Regions from separate parts of the Mus musculus genome. Here regions 2 and 3 are each linked to region 1. The links are chromatin contacts, called in public Hi-C and promoter capture Hi-C maps. All regions are on one chromosome and are shown on one strand. The core of a region is the stretch at or near the end of the contact, and the rest is flanking DNA. Distances in the headings are between cores, read along the strand shown. Region 1 holds the start of Sec23ip (Sec23 interacting protein). Region 2 holds the start of Ears2 (glutamyl-tRNA synthetase 2, mitochondrial). Region 3 holds the start of 4930413G21Rik (RIKEN cDNA 4930413G21 gene).

The links. Hi-C and Micro-C count contacts between places; a contact is called where the count stands out from the background. Capture Hi-C pulls out chosen DNA fragments and counts their contacts.
Region 2: a promoter capture Hi-C map of liver shows a contact between it and region 1, with 2.7 times the contacts expected there. The contact joins the promoter of Ears2 here to the promoter of Sec23ip in region 1. A contact is called at or near these places in 2 of 39 promoter capture datasets (cranial neural crest and pre-B cells) and 1 of 9 other capture datasets (liver).
Region 3: a contact with region 1 is called in a Hi-C map of B cells, with 7 read pairs. The contact joins the promoter of 4930413G21Rik here to the promoter of Sec23ip in region 1. A contact is called at or near these places in 2 of 484 Hi-C or Micro-C datasets (B cells and CD4 T cells).

The regions. Positions count from the first base shown.
Region 1 is chr7:128,742,948-128,746,377 of GRCm38.p6, reverse strand. Sec23ip (Sec23 interacting protein) reads right to left here and starts at 1,508. Exons shown (of 19, transcript NM_001029982.2): 1 at 1,200-1,508. The coding sequence starts at 1,356.
Region 2 is chr7:122,065,569-122,068,998 of GRCm38.p6, reverse strand. Ears2 (glutamyl-tRNA synthetase 2, mitochondrial) reads left to right here and starts at 1,913. Exons shown (of 9, transcript NM_026140.3): 1 at 1,913-2,094. The coding sequence starts at 1,956. It overlaps Ubfd1 (ubiquitin family domain containing 1), which reads right to left and starts at 1,801. Exons shown (of 7, transcript NM_138589.2): 1 at 1,515-1,801; 2 at 1,006-1,335; 3 at 10-218. The coding sequence starts at 1,716.
Region 3 is chr7:122,968,920-122,972,349 of GRCm38.p6, reverse strand. 4930413G21Rik (RIKEN cDNA 4930413G21 gene) reads left to right here and starts at 1,891. Exons shown (of 1, transcript NR_045614.1): 1 at 1,891-3,292. It overlaps Rbbp6 (retinoblastoma binding protein 6, ubiquitin ligase), which reads right to left and starts at 1,786. Exons shown (of 18, transcript NM_011247.2): 1 at 1,223-1,786. The coding sequence starts at 1,388.

The DNA.
Region 1 (3,430 bases), core at 259-2,758:
ACTCCCACTAGAAATTCTGTAGTCTGCATTCCAGGCATCGGGCCAGCCCCTGCTTTGACAAAGCTTACACCCTGGCCTGGTAGGGTAAGCGGGCATATGTACCTGTCAGACAGTTACGAGCACCGAGAAGAAACATGACAGAAAGGAGACACTGCAGATACACATGCTTTCAGTTGTCTTTCTTCCCTTCTGCGGGAAACTCCCCTTAGTCCTCCAAGGAGGAATTATTTGGTGGGGAAAGCTCAGCACCTAACAAGCACCTGTGTGCTAGGCACTAAAAAACAGGACCCTGAAAATGAAAAGAGGTAAGAAGTTCACAGTCCACATGGAGGGGCAGAGTACTTAGCTCACAAGTATTTACACAACAATACGTGTGGGACACTAGATATAGAACTCTACAAAAATGAGACAGGGTATAGTGACGAATGCCTTTAATCCCAGCACTCAGAGGCAGAGAGGCAGAGGCAGGTGGATCCTTTAAGTTTGAGGCCAGCCTGATCTACACAGTGAGTTCTAGGACAGTCAGTACTACACAGAGAGACCTTGCTCTCAAACCCAGGGATAGGAGCTGAAAACATGAAATCTAAGCAGACAGGTAAAATGTCATGACTGAGGCCACACAGCAAGTTAATGGCAGTGCCGGGTCTGAACACAGTCTGTGCTCCAAACCACCAGAGAGAGACAGACGAGAAAGAGAGACAGAGACAAACGAGAGAGAGAGAGAGAGAGAGAGAGAGAGAGAGAGAGAGAGAGAGAGAGAGAAATCAGCCTTCCCAGATATACACAGAGCTTAATCAAAAGTGTAACGGGGGGGCTTTTACTAGGAGAGAGTGTATAGTCCTCTACAAGAGAGGCATTGTCTCCTCTGGAGAAACTTACTGTCTCCTAGGTGATGTCCTACCCTATCACCGGTGTTTCCCAGTAAGAGAGCAGCTTTCGGATTCTAGCAAAGGGTAACTGTCTAATTTAGCTGCGTTTTCTGCCAGCACCAGCACACCAGTGGGTGTTCAACAAACAGTTGCGCAATGACAGGAGTTCCAAGCCTCATCACCGGAGCCCCTCCTCCAGGATCCTCCAGTCCCTGGCCCTCTGAAAGCTGGTCACTGCTGACCCTGGCAAGCGACTCAGAGCAGGCGACACTCCTGTCCCACCCGCCTCCCGGGACAGACACTGGCCCCCAAGCGCCCTCGGCTCACTACCTCCGGGTAAGAGCAGGGAAGCCGGGGAGGCGGCGGCCTGCGTGACGGGGATGAAGGGCACGTTGAAGCTGAACTCCGTGGCCGAGGAGGAGAAGAGTAAGTTAGTGCCTGACGAGGAGGCGGACGCTCCGCCGCCGTTAGCCTTCCTATCCGCCATGGCTGCAGACCCCCGGCCGTTACGTGGCTCTGCGAGCCCGGTGCTGCACACAGACCGGAAACCGGTTAGCGAGGATGCCACCGCACTTCCGCACTTGCGCACAGGTGCCACAGGCCAGCGACTCCGGGATCGGTTTTCTTCCGGAATTTGACGCCGCCCAAAATCAATAAGGTGGAATCGGCTTCAGACCCAAGCCTATCACGTGACAGCCTCGGTCTCGCGAGACTGGGTCAGCCTCTGGAATCACAGCATAGAATAGAGAGGTGTGGCCGATGAATCCTAGCGTTAATTGACGCTCGAAGTCGCAGATTCTGAGATGTCCTGGACGCCCTGAGTTTCTCATGGAGTATCTGTTTTTGGTTGGTTGGTTTATTTGCTTGCTTGCGAGGCAGGATCTCTCTATGCTGCCCAGACTGACTTTTTATCCTCCTGCCTCAGCTCTTCCATTTCTGAGATTAATACCACCACACACTGCAATTCTTATATCTTTATGACAGGCGGTCATAAGAATTGGAAGTAAGAATTATTATCGGCTGGGTTCCTTTTTTTTTTTCAGTTACGTTTTCATGATGTTGCCTGGAATTCTCAAGAGGTCTGTCTGCCTCTTCTTCCCAAGAGCTTAAAAGGAGTGTGCCACCACTCCAGGCTACTATCTCCTTGAATGTGTGCATCAACAAAAAGTGCCTTTGGTAAGGCAGTTCCAAGTGGTAGACGATTTATGTTTCAAAGGGGCAGAGAAAAGATGTATAATTGCAACATTCTAGAGTTACTGCTGTAATTTAGGGTTTGGGGACCTATCTGCCTACTACCAGGTTTTGGCTGGAATAAAAACATTAAATTCTGGCAGTGTTGAGTTTACCTCGACAAGCATTTCAACGGGGCCAAGAAGTACAGAGCTTAGTAATGGGGAAACTTCTGGTGAGTCATAGATAACATGGCCTCAAACTGCTAAAAGCCATGCTAGACTAGAAGTTGGTCAAGAAAATTCTCTTTATCATAAAGAAGCAAGGCTGAGAACCATATACCAGAGAGTGATATATGAAACAGACCTGAAATCCTTCCTTTTTGGGTTTACAATCTGGCAAAACAATCAACTAAACACAAAATAATATAAATGGCAGGCTTTCCTTAAGTGTGTTTCCTGGAACACTGACATCATCTGGGGACAGAGATCTAAACATTCTAGGAAGAGCGAGCATGTATCTCTCTCCATCAGATCATTAGCGAAAAACTTAAGGAAGAAAAAGCTTCCCTGAGGAAGAAAAACTAAAGTTGAAACTTGAGAACTAGGGCTTCAAACCTCTTTATGAGTGCAGGGATCCCAGAGGACCAGCCCTGCTGTGGTGTTGCACACCTTTAATTCCAGCACTTGGAAGGCAGAGGCAGGCGGATTTCTGAGATCAAGGCCAGCATGGTCTACAAAGTGAGTTCCAGGACAGCCAGGGTTATTCAGAGAAACCCTGTCTCGAATAAAAAGAGAGAGAGAGAGAGAAGAGAGAGAGAGAGAGAGAAAGGCCTAAATTCCAAAACCATCACTTTGCATAATTAACTTCAACATATGATTTTTTTTTATTTTAAACCATAACAGGAAGGGGAAAAAAAACTAAAATAACAATTAAGATGAGAAAAGGGACAGAAGAGGGCCCAGAATGAGATATACCTTTTAAGGGCATGCCCTGAGTGACTGAGTGACCACCACCTCCTCCTCCTCCTCCTCCTCCTCCTCCTCCTCCTCCTCCTCCTCCTCCTCCTCCTCCTCCTCCTCCTTCTTCTTCTTCTTCTTGTTTTTTGTCTGTTTTTTCAAGACAAGGTTTCTCTGTGTAGCCCTGGCTGTCCTGAAACTCAGAAATCTGCCTGCCTCTGCCTCCCAAGTGCTGAGATTAAAGGCGTGTGCCACCACTGCCCTGGCTGAGTGAACTTCTTCTAATCAGGTCCCTTCTTGACTGCACTCTTCCCAATTAAGGATCCATCGATAGGCACTGGAGATGTAGCTCAGCCTGGGCTACATAGTGAGTTCCAAGGAAACTAAGGCTAAATGCATAGATGATAGATAGATAGATAGATAGATAGATAG
Region 2 (3,430 bases), core at 664-3,163, 6.7 Mb after region 1:
TGGTCTCACCTTCTGCCTGCAGAGGGGCTCCTTCTTGTTTTCTTCAGCCTTTGCATCCTGCTGGGCAGCATCTTTCGGGGTGTTTACTGCTAAAACATCATTTATAGTAGAACCAACCACCATGATCTTGGCCCCACTGGTCACTTTTATTTCTCTCAAAGTCTTGTCTTCAGGAACAAGTCCTTTATACATGACCTTCTGCATGGCAGGTGGGAGACCTTGACAAAAAGTGGAAAGGAATAAGCAGGAAATGCGTGGACCATCCCCCTTCTATAACAAAACAGGAAGTGAATACTGGTCCATCAACTATCAGCTTTGTGAACTTGAAGGAGTTCAGAACACCAGGACTATTTGATTGGTAAAACTTGGTCCTTCTACATGAATGTAAGGTATTTAGAATTGTTTGATGTCTAGGTATCATTGTTTCCAAGTTATAACTCTATCTTCTATCCACTTAAATACTGAAAATTCCCAAGTGTAGGAGATACAGAAAGCCAATAAGCTTTTTACCCGATACATGGAGAAAGCTTTAAGGAAAGTATTTCAAGTAGCAAACCAAAACAAATAAAACGGCCATGTATGAATATTTATAAAGGGCCATTAGGACAGTTGATAACACTGTTTCATGAACTTCCCTTATGAAACTGATCTGTCTGCTGAAAATAAATCCGTGGCTAAATACTGGACCTGTTCAGAATCTCCTGTAAAGTTCATAAATACCGCGCCTAGCAATGACAGTCCAACATTAGTTAGAAGGGTGAGCCTTAATACTCAAGATTCAGGCTTGCATCTCACTCCACCACTTGGTGGTACCACTATCATTCTGGGCCTAATTTTCCCTCTCTGATTACTAATGGACATACAAGTACTGATTTCAGAAAACTGCAGTGAGGATAGCGGGAGTCTAGGCGCAAGAAAATCGCTAACAGTTTAGCACGACGTAAGCATCAAGAGCTAGAAGGTAGGTCGTGGGTAGAAGCAGTCGGGTGTCAGCTCCTCGAATACCTGTAATGGAGTGAATCTTCTGCTTTAGCTCGGACCCCGTGCTGTCCAGAGGGACCTTCACGTCGTGTTTGGTCTTGTTCCAGATTATCTTCAGATCCACCAGCTCCTTGCCCACACCGCCGCCCGCGTCCTCGCCGTTGCTGACCGAGGCCTGGGCCGCAGGGTCCCCAGGGGGCTGGGCCGGGGCCGGCTGCAGGTTGCCTCGCGCGTCGCAGGAGTCCTCCGCCGCTGCCCCTACGGCTGCTTCGGCCTCCACGCAGTTGAGGGGCCGTGCGGGCGCCTCGGTGGCCACAGCCTCGGCCTCCGTGTCCATGCCTGGCTCCTCCATGCCTGCAAAGGGGTTAGGGGGGTGGGTGCTCGCCACGAGCCCGGCCTGCGACGAGAACGGGCCCGGGCACCGTCGTTGCCGCGCCACGCTCCTCCCTCCGGGGCCAGGCCCGGTCCCACGACCCCGGCAGCGTCCGCAAGCTCTTCAGCCGCCGACCGACCGCCTTCCCCGCCACACTCACCATCCGGGGCTCCGGCCGCCGCCATGATGATTGTGTACAACACCCACCACGACCGCAGGGGCCGCCGGGAAGAAGCGAGCTGGCGGAGATTGGCCCCCGCACCAGCCCCTAATTTCACACAGGCTGGCCGGAAACAGGTGGAGGTTTCTATGGAGACCCGCCTCCTCCGCTTCCCGGGCCGGCCCCTGCCACGCTTTAGCATTCCCGCAGCCGGAGGGGGCGGGTCTGGGAGATCGCCTGCTCGCAGCGCTCGGTCCCCGAGCGGCGGCGCATCGCCGCCCTAGTCCAGAGGGGCGTGAGCAGCCCAGATAGGCGGCTTACGCCTTTAAGTGGCAGGGCCGCGCTCGCTGTGGCGAAAGTTGATTGGTTGGAGTGATTTTTTTCCCCCCCGCCGAGCGGAAGTGACGCGCGAAGGAGCCCACGTGTGTGTTTCTAGTCCACATGGCGGCGCCCCTCAAGAGGCTTCTGCTGGCCGAGCCGCACGTGGTGGCCCTCGGGCACCGCGTGGGGCGGCGCGAGGCCAGTCTGGGCCCAGATCCCGGGGCCCCGGTGCGAGTGCGCTTCGCTCCCAGCCCCACAGGTAATCCTAACGGACGTGACGCCGCTCGCCGCAGCCCACCTTCCCGTCCCCGCCCCCGAAAGTTCCAGAAACAGTCCCTTCCGGGGTTGTCTGCGCGACCCCGTTTTAAAGAGACGGAGGTGGAGGGCTAGGATTTGAAGTGATTGAGATTGCTAGAAGTTTCCTTGTTGTATTGTCTCTGTCCTTTCTTATTGCACGCTGTGTGCAGAGCGTATAGACTTTATGCCAAGGCCTATGCGCTATAATGCAGTGGTCATTGAAAAGTCAGGGTTCTGGCTTTGAAGAAACCGACAAATCCTAGAGTCATATGTGTCCATTTTGGCAGTGAAGCGGGATAGGGCGCCCTAGAAGGTATTGCTGAAGAGGTAACATTTGAGTTGAGAACAAGTGTCAAGAAGACCCGCTTGAAGCCTAAGAGGAAACGACATGCACAAAAGCCTGAGTTTGCTGGCAGCTTAGCAAGTCAGAAGAAAACAGAGGCCCATGTATATCTTGCTAGGAATTCTGTGTCTCCTCCCTTCCCACAAATTCCCAACCTTTAGTTCAAGCCACCTTCTACCCTGTTCACACTGAGCAACCGTTCATTCTAGGTCTAGGGTCAGCAGGAAAAGATATTTCTGAGTCTCAGCTGCACAGGAAGAACGCATTACCTCCAGGCAGGCAATGTAGATTGTGGAACTTCGATATGTGGTAGAAGCCCTGGTTCATAGTTAACTGTTGTGAATCTGTTTTTAAGACTGATATAAACGAAACTGCTAGGGAGAAAATGAGTGTCTCAAAACCGAGAGAACAAAATCATCTTTCTTTTTGTTAGTCTCAGTGATGTAAAATAGCTTATCAAATGACTGCAAGTATCTAAGTATCACAGTGTCTGTGTTTACCTATGGTCAACATGAACTGGGATACTCACCTTGTTGGAAGAAGCACTTATGCAGGCATCCAAGGCCTGGCATTTTCTGCATCTATATTTTTGTCTTTGCCAATCCCTAGATGTGTTGCTTTGGCAGAATTATTTGCTCTGTTTATGTCCCAATTTTGTGATTTGTCAAGTAGGGCTAATAATAGTGCCTGTCTGACGGGTTTGAGCCAGTACAGCAGAGGCACTTAGCAAGCACTGCCTCTACTACAATTACTGTTTTCATTTCTTTGCTGACTGGCAGGAAAAGCCCAAATGGGAAAGAGTTGACAAGCAGTGTAGATCACTATGATAGCTAAAATTAATTGAAAGTTTACATTTTTGGGTTTTTGTTTGGTTTTTAACTTGGAAAGAGTTCCCTGTATCACCCGATTGGCCTGGAACTCACTATGAAGACCATGCTGTCCCTAAATGTGCAGC
Region 3 (3,430 bases), core at 642-3,141, 5.8 Mb after region 1:
GTCTAACAGAGCCCATCCCATGAGCATTACTACCCTGAGAAAAAGAAAGCAAAACAAGTTTAGAGTCAGAGAAGACTGTGACATTGCCACCATTCAAGTCCCAGTACTATGATGTTTTCAGGGGTGGTGGTGCACCCCTTTGATTTCAGCACTCAAAGGCAGCAAGTCCCAGTACTATGATGTTTTCAGGGGTGGTGGTGCACCCCTTTGATTTCAGCACTCAAAGGCAGAGGCAAGAGATCCGAGTTCAAGGTGGCGCAACACCTTTAATCCCAGCACTAGAGAGGCAGAAGCAGGTGGATCCGAGTTCCAGGGCAGTCAGGACTACACAGAGAAACTATCAGAGAGACAGACAGACAGATGGGACCTAGACCCAATTACTTTTAAAATGAAGAGCTCAAATTTTATAACCAGTGGCTTACTTACATTCACACATGGTAGCATTCTTTTTAGAAAAACACACACACATATATTTTGGTGGTGTCGGATGAAGAGCCCAGGGCCTTGCACTTTGAAACTTTTCTGAACTGCTTAACAGTTAAGTGTGGTCTAACACCTGCATTCCCCACACTTGGGAAGCTCAAAAGGGGTTGTTGGGGTTGGAGGCCAGTCTGGGCTACAGAATATAACTTTTGAGTAAATATCACTAATTCTGGAATTACACCTCAGAGTGTTCACCTCAGAACATTTTTTTAAATACAAAACCAATTCCAGCACTAACTAAATCCTCAAAAATACCTTTTCTACAAGCAACCCCGTATAAATAAATAAAAGGCCAGTGGACAATTGCTATCAGCTTCAAAACGCTGCTAGATTAGCCAACAAGTTATATCTACTGCTGCTTTAACCAATAGGAAACCTTACACAGGCTTTCCTCTCCTGATGGAAAAACAAGTTAGGGAAAGGCCACAAGGCAAACACCCAACAGACTCAGGTAGCAACCCTTTTCTCTTTTCAACCCAATCCCACTGTTTAAAAAACTTTAATTAAGGAGGAGGTGGGGCCCCATTTTGAAAACCAGCCTGCTAGGTAAGACAGATCCCAGCATTCAGAAGGCCAGTTAAACTCCAAGGTCGGGTGCTGCAATCCTTGGCTATCAATGAAACTCTGTGTATGACAACGGGTAAGAATGGAGTTCAAGCCTGAAACAAGAAACTTAAAATACCAACCTTGACGCCCCCCCCTCCCCCCAATAAATATCTGCGGCCCGTGTGCCTCTTACCTTCTTTCGTCTGTGCGTTGGTGATCTGCAGATCGCTATCGGCAGCTTTCAGCTTTTCTCTCCCCATAATCTGCTTCTTTAAATCGCAGAGGGAGATATGGAGCCCATCAAAAGTGACGGTGTCGTAGTTGAGTTTAGAGGAAAATTTATAGTGCACACAGGACATTGTGGCAAAAGATTCCTAAGGTTCAGCGAGGAGACGTGGACACTCTCAATATATGTATATTTATAAACTTAAGAGCAAAATATGTACACACACAAAACACTCAAAAGACAACGAAGGACCCTAAGGCCTCAGATTAAATACCCCCCCAACCACAAGCGGGGGTCCGTGAGAACAATAATCCGGAACCCCCCGTACTCAGAATCGCTTCATGAGGGAGGAGCAAGACAGGAAAGGGGGCAATCGAGGATCCGCCAACCGGCACAATGTCACCCGGCTGGGTCCCACTCGCTCATGCTAAGGGCCGGCAGGAGACGGGGGCAGGCGGTGCAGTCAGTAGCGGTCAGTCCACACGTTAGAGTCCGAATGACCCCGCGGGGTCAGGGGTCCATAGCGGCCGCACCTCCCGGCTAGTCTCTCTCCGTGGATGGGGGTGACCCAGGCCCCGGGAGAAGGTTGCGGGGAGAGGGCCTAGGCCCGGAGTCCACGAGCGGCCTCTCGCCTCCTCCCGGCTTCCGGACGACCGGCGTCGGCGTCCCCAGGCCCAGGCCCCCACCGCACACACACCCTGGCGCCTGCTCCCCGGAGGCCACGAGCGGCCCGCGGCCTAGGCCGAGATCGCGCGGTCGGCGGAGGAGAGGCCTTCCAGCGGCCGCCCGGTTCGGCTCCGCCTCCCCCCCGCCGCCGCCTGACACAAAGCCGGTGCGGGGCCCAGCTAGGCCGCGAGGCCCTTCCTCACCACCCCGGGCCCCGGAAGGCGGCTTCGTTGGCCCCGGGGACACCACCGAGGCTGCCCGACTCTTCCTCTTGCTGCTCCTCGCGCTGCTCCCGCTCCTGTCGCCTCTGAGCCCACGACCGCGTCGGGAAGCCCGGAAACGGTCGGGCGGCGGCGAGGGCGTCGCTGGATTCCCTCTTTATTATTATTATTTTTTTTTTGTTCTGCCCCCCCAACCCCGGGCGCTCTCCGGCCCGCACCCTGCGCCGACGACACCTCCGCGCCAGGCACTATGGCGGACGCGGCCTGGCTTCGGGCGAGCGCCCCCACTCCGGGGTCTCTTAAGCAGGGACTGCACGGGCGGCGCACGCGAGGCGGGGCTTGGGCGTGCGCCGATAGGCGGGCCGGGGGCGGGGCCGTCTGCGTCACAAAGCGCACCGGCCCGCCCACGTGACCCGGCGCTTTGTGACTTGCGGCGTGGAACCTGAGGCTACGCGGAGAACAGGAGAAACTACGTGGGTCCGCAGAGAGGGGGAGGCGGACCGTCCCACCGGGCGGGTCTGGAAGGGGCGCTTAAGCGGCGGAGGCCCCAAAGTGCGGAGGGGGTGAACCGCGAATTCCACCCACGCACGAGTCTCATCACTGTGATGGCTGCTCACCAACTCCTCTCCTAACAGACTGTATACCCTGAGCTCTTCCAAAGCTGCTGGTGAGAATGGACCATCATCACCACCAGCAGCATCTTAAGAGCTGTGTCCGACTCTTACCTTGTACTAGGCACCGCGTTGACCGCTGATGTTTGCAAATTCTGGAGCCCAGTCTCCTAGGTCGGAAGTAACTCCGTTCTCCCAAAGACGCTGTCAGAGAATAAAGAATTAAATCCATGAGTATATTTCAATATTTAAGACCATGCCTGGCATATCTGTGCCTCAATACAGGGGGCCTAATAAATGTCAAATAAACAACAGCAAAAAAATATCTCCAATTTATAAGATAGAAACCTAAAGCCAACAGCCGTGCATTTTTCGAGTTTTCAAAGAAGGGAATGCTTGCTGGGTTGCAGGGTCCTCATTCCATTTTAAATTACAAAGTCCCTTAGGAGGGTTGGCATTCTTTTTCTCTTGTGGCATACGGGACATATTGCATTTATAAATTCATAAATAATAAAAATTAAAACTGTACAATTACTATCATTTACAGTGTCCAATGTCCAGCCTCTGAATTTTACAGGCTAGGCTCAAGGAAGTTCAGCAACTGAGAACAAAATCATACATCCAAGAGGTGGCAGAGTTTTCAGAAACTTCCTGAATGCTAACGCCCCAGATTCTGA